Linked DNA regions of Danio rerio: region 2 is linked to region 1. A link is a contact called in public Micro-C data. All regions are on one chromosome and are shown on one strand. Each heading gives the region's core, a stretch centred on a gene start, on an enhancer-like site or on the middle of the called end of the contact. The rest is flanking DNA. Distances are from core to core; before and after follow the strand shown.

What was found. A called contact is a pair of places that touch in the nucleus more often than the background predicts.
Region 2: a contact with region 1 is called in a Micro-C map of caudal fin, with 9 times the contacts expected there. The contact joins the promoter of zmiz1a here to the enhancer-like site in region 1. A contact is called at or near these places in 3 of 18 Hi-C or Micro-C datasets (caudal fin, hematopoietic stem cells and an unstated tissue) and 1 of 4 datasets of contacts at active chromatin or transcription factors (caudal fin).

Annotation. Positions count from the first base shown.
Region 1 is chr13:33,632,626-33,635,325 of GRCz12tu, forward strand. No RefSeq gene overlaps it. Among named protein-coding and RNA genes, the nearest start is that of rps24, 12 kb to the left of the region's middle. Within about 2 kb of position 1,411, at least 39 of the 62 cell types and tissues checked have an H3K27ac peak or open chromatin away from gene starts, as enhancers often do. A contact at or near this core is called in caudal fin, where this site is marked.
Region 2 is chr13:33,899,280-33,902,238 of GRCz12tu, forward strand. It overlaps zmiz1a (zinc finger, MIZ-type containing 1a), which reads left to right and starts at 1,463. Exons shown (of 22, transcript NM_001113339.1): 1 at 1,463-1,838.

The DNA.
Region 1 (2,700 bases), core at 161-2,660:
TAGTCAGCTCTGAGATGACTGTGCTGTCTCAAGTGAAGAATTTATGCATCAGTTTACTTTTCCAGTTCCCCTAAGGAATATGTCATTGTTTTTGGTGCAATCCCTGGTTGAGTGTTATACCTTTAGTCAAATCTGGCCATAAAGGTTCTTTAGAATGTTTGATTTTTGACAACACCAAAACTCTTCTTAGTTGTATGTCAAACAAAGATATTTGCTTCGTTATTAAAAGTTCTCAGATCTCTTTACCTGCTTGCATAGGGGTGTGGAATCATATATTTAATGACATTGGGAACAGTTTTGGCTTCTTTGGAAAAACATTGTCTTTATCTTCTAAAGCTGTCGAAGTCTCAATCAAAATAATTCCTAATTGCTACCCAATAGATACCAAACTAGCTAAATTTAATAACGATATTTTCCCTGAATACTCATTTTGTACTCAATATGACGAAACACTAAATAAAGTTTTTGGAAGTGTACATAATGTAAAGTGTTTTGGGTTGATTTTTCCAATTTAATTAAATAATTTTTATTTCCAAACTTTTGTATATCCCCAAAAATTGTATCGTTTGGTTACTCTCTGAACTTAAACCCTTCTCATTGTGAATTTAATATTAATTTATTGCTTTTTCTGGATACATTTTACATGCATAAATGTAAATTTTCACAGGAACACCCTTACTTTTTTCCGTTCAGTGCTCCGGTTCAAAAGACATGTGCTATAGGTGAATTGGGTAAGCTAAATTGTGTGTAGTGTATTTGTGTGAATGAGTGGTTATGGATGTTTCCCAGTGCTGGGTTGCAGCTGTAAAGGCATCCGCTGCATAAAACATATGCTGGATAAATTGGCGGTTAATTTCGTTGTGGCAACCCCAGATTAATAAAAAAGACTTAAGACTCTAATATTTATATTGTATCTAAATTCTTTCTTGGTTTAAATCATTTAAACTTGTTTAATTTGCTGGCATTTTATTTATTTAAACCTTTTTGTCTCTGCTAAAATTGTATCTTTGTACGTTCTTTATTGCATCAACAATCTCTGTCTCTATAAATGCCTCAGATCTGCCACTAAGCGGCGCCGTTTGCCTTGTTTTAGCGCCTTGACTCTTTGCAATAATCAGTCACACATACCACACACAAAAACACATTCCCTGTGGTGAGGCTGATTCAATATTCCACCAGCTGATTTATGCAGAACAATTCTCCACAGGAATGGCTGGAGCCAGGCAGAGGAGGGGGTAAAACATCTCAAAAAAAGACTGTGGTAAAAATAATTATCTCTGGTGTCACTGTAGCAACAATCTTTGAGGCTGATGTCAATGAAATATTGAGCAGCACAATCACTTTGAATGTGATCTGAGGAGGGCTGGCGGTGGGTCAGGCAGAGCCACAGGAGCGCGCTTAGAATCTTCCGGAAACGTGGGCTGAATGCAGAGCGGCCGCGCACCACTGTCTGCAGTCATTTAATATGTCAAAACACTCCCGCTTCTCCTCGTCCGCGAACCTGGCGTCTGCCAGTTTGCTTTTTCTAAATGAATGTCACGTCTGTGAACGATATATAATTAATATCGCGTTGAATTATTTCTCCATCTCATGTTCTTCCATGTTTCTTTGTGTGTGCGGCGTGTTTTTCCTTGCGCGCGTTGTTGATCTTCACGCGCTCGAGCGTTGAGTTTGTCGTGGTTTCGTTGGAAAGTGCAGAAATTCTCCTTCACTGGCTGCTGTTTAACCTGCTTAAAAGCAAGTGGTCAGCAAAATGTTTCTTTTTAGCACCGTCATCACATTGACCACGACCTTTTAAAGAGATTTGCATAGAAACATGGGTCTTTGCTGACAAAGGATGCATGCAGATTGCTCTCTTTAAGGTATAAAGAGGTACAGGTATTGCTCAACCTCAGGAGAACTTCATTGAACAACACCATTATAGTACAAGTGTGATGTCTGATTTTTTTTATTGCCTGAATTTAACAAGCTTGTTTTTTCCCTTTCTCGCTCTCCCTCTCTTTCTCTCTCTCTGAAGTAAAACTGAGCTTATGACATACTTTACTTTGACCAACTCTTAAGTAGGTCGATTGAGTTGAGGCGTCCTTGATGTCTGTCTCTGTGCGGTATGAAGAACAAAACATGAGGTCTCCTTGACTTTCTTGTACTGTATTTTCAGTTACAGAAACATTTACTGTTCGTCGGCTTGTGATCTTTCGCTTGCTTTTTCAGATACATAACTACAGGTAGGATATCTGTTGGGTATTTTCTTAATATATGATCAGTCATCTTGAGGTGCACAGTGAAAGGTAGTTAGGCCTCATGGTAAACTTTAAAGCATAGTTAATCCAAAACAGAAGCCTGGAGAGTGACGTGGTTTCACTTTGTTGACCTAAAATGGAGATATTTTAAAGAATGAAGTAAGTACACTTCCAGAATTTTGAAAAATACCACTAAACTTAGTGGTTTATGGTTTTGAATAGCATTTAATATGTTCTTTAGTGTTCAGCAGATAAAACCAACTCAAAAAATGGAATAAGTGGAGGGTAAGTAAATGATGATAGAAATTTTATTTTAATGCCTTTAGTCTGTCTTCTTAAAATTAAGTGAACTACAAAAAACAACACCATAGCTTTGAATGAAATATTTTTGCAACAATGTAAAAGTCATAACTTTTGATTGTTAATTTTACATTACAGGGTGTCCACGGGGTCTTAAAGT
Region 2 (2,959 bases), core at 213-2,712, 270 kb after region 1:
AATCATATGATGATGATGATGATGATTATTATTATTATTATTATTAATATTATTTATTTTATTATTATTATTATTATTATTATTATTATTATTATTAATTTTCCTTGTATTAACCATATTATTATTATTGTTATTAATAATCTTTTTACTGTTAATCATATATTATATAAACAAATTATTATAAAAAATACAAATAATAATAATAATTATTGATATTTTTATTGTTGTTGTTGTTATTATTAATCTTAGTGTTTTAATCATATTATCCTTATTATTATTTTGTATTATTATTTTTATTAATCTTGGTATTAATCATATTATTGTTATTATTAATCATATTATTATTATTATTATTATTATTATTATTATCATCATCTCTGTGTACAATATAAACACAAATTGTATAAAAACATCAATTATGTTTTTTTTATTACATTTAAGTATAAATTTGCAAGAAATAACTTGGAAATGATTCATTTAAAACACTGTAATATTTCCTGGATTTCCTTATTCGTGTAAAGTTTAACATATTAGGTAAATATTTTAATACTTAACACGATATTACTTCACATTTACATACTTTTGCAGCTTAGTTCCTATAACTTGACATGGTAGATATCATGAAAACAGCAGGTAACCCTCATTTTCCAGCACACAATCTCTTTGGCACAGGGATATTGCAATTCTAGACAATTGGATGTCCAGTTGTCAGGTCCTGGTTAAGCAACAAGACGTCATGCCTCTAGAGTGACTGATCACAACACACAGATCTGCCCTGAGGTGGAGAGGTCCTGTTTGGACACCGTGCGCTTAGCAGGGAAAAGGTGGAGTGCTGAGATTTTGGCCGCTGTTGCGTTAACACCTGTGTTGCGATCCTGCCAAAAATCCTTCATTGCTGACACACGGCTCCGAGCGCTCACAATCACAACAGCTTTTCATCCCCTCCTGATAATCGTACGGTCAGACCCAGACATCAGAATGTCCGTTTAAACAAAGCCTAGCCCTCAAAATGGAGGTTTTTTTTTTTTTTTGCAACGTAAGGGGGAACGTTCACTACCCGAATATCCCTTATGCTGTGCAGGATTTACTCAGCAGGGTTCTGCGGCAGTAGACATTGGCTCTTTGTCAGATGAGCTCTTTGTCAACACACACACACCAAAGCCGCTCATTCAAATGGCGACCTCTGCCGCCCTCGGAAGACAATGCGGCTTCCTCGCTGTGAGCTGAGGAAAAGGAGGTGTCCGTTCGACTATAATGCTCTTCAAAGTGCACAGTCTCCTCCTCAGAGCATTAAACGTGCAGCAGCTCTGAAGAGGGTGTACAGATTGCTCGTTTGTTTAAATTTCTTGTCATGTCTTGTGCGCCACCAGTCGCTGGAGAGTTCGGGTGGGGGGAAGGCAGTCCTGAGGGGAGGATAAACAACCTCGCCGCTCAATAAATAACAAAAAAAAAAATGGGGGAAGGAGAATAAGCTTCTCCTCATTGAGTTCTGTTACAAAGCCCCCCCTCCACTTGTGCTCGCCTTATTGGCCAGCCTGCTTGACTATTGCTTTCAGAAGTGCAGATCTATTACATCTTAGTGGACAAAAGATGATGAAGAGTCTGGATTAGGACGTGCTGTGGTGTGCGAGGAGGCCTTGAAGCACACTGAGCTCTTTGTCAGGAGGGTGGATCTGTCCCAGAATGCACAGCTGCGTTCGGACCAGGAGGCCTTGGGTTACCGGCTGGGTTTTTCGCAGGGTTGTGCAGATGCACCGAGTCAAAGGGCAGGAGCACTTGGTCGAGTGAAAACGATATCCACTTTAAGCTCAACGTATACCAGCTCTCGTCGAGTACAGGTTGTTAATATGTCATGATGTGTAGAAGTGGAATATTGTTTGTGATTTAGATTACAGGCAGAATCTGTTGGAAAATGTTTATATATCTTTTTGCTTTACTTGATCTTAAATGATTTGTTTGAGTTGGATTTGCTTGTTAGTTTGCTTCTAATGGCTGAAAGAGATGTTCTTGGTTTAAAATCTATGTAAAGTAGAAGTTGCTGAGACTTTTTTTAGGATGTTGACGTTCGAACAACTAAAATGTAATATTGTGTAGGGAGCGGGACTTTTTTGGCCATCATTTCCTTATAGCAAACTAGCGGTAAGAGCGGTGTGGTTAAGAAAATTGTGGCCAAAGACGTAGTAAACATAGGAGCACCACTCCAAAAATGGAAACAAATGGTCAGATTAGTTTAAAGATTACAATTTTTTTTTTTTTTTTTTTTTTTTACAGTGGATTATCTTGGACAGATTCATTGTTTTACCTAAAGAATAATAATGTGCACTAGCACAATAAGCTTGTAAAATAACAGAACACATACTGTGCATGTAAAGTTCAGCATTGTTAATTATATTGTAAACTCAAATATTGCAAAAAAAACAAAACAAAAAAAAAAAAACATTAATTGACCGTTTCCCTAGGGCTGGGTGATATTGCAAAAAATTTTTTATAATATTGTGTTTCATATCATTCCATATAGATAATTATTGAATTTTTGAATTTAGGAATATTATGATTTTTATTTATTTAACCACTTTAATTTTACTAAGGCAAATAGTTTTATTAGTCAAAAACAAAAATATTTAAACTAAATATCTCATCTCTTTATTATAAATTAACCATAAGTGTTTAAGAGACTCTTAAACCTGATAAATAAAATGTTACAAAGTGTGTGCAATGATAAAGGTAGATCAACATCTGTAAAGTGTCAATAATAATGATACAATAATCCTCAAACTCTGTAAACAAAACAAATTATGATCATCAAATCTGAGCTTTTAAGTAAAGGAACCAGCCATCATTATTCAAATACATGTTGAATATTACAAATTGTGAAGACTACATTACGCCCTAGTCTGAAAAATCTTTCATATTGGGAGCTAGTGGCTGAGATGCACAAGAAAAGAAACCAAAAAGCCAC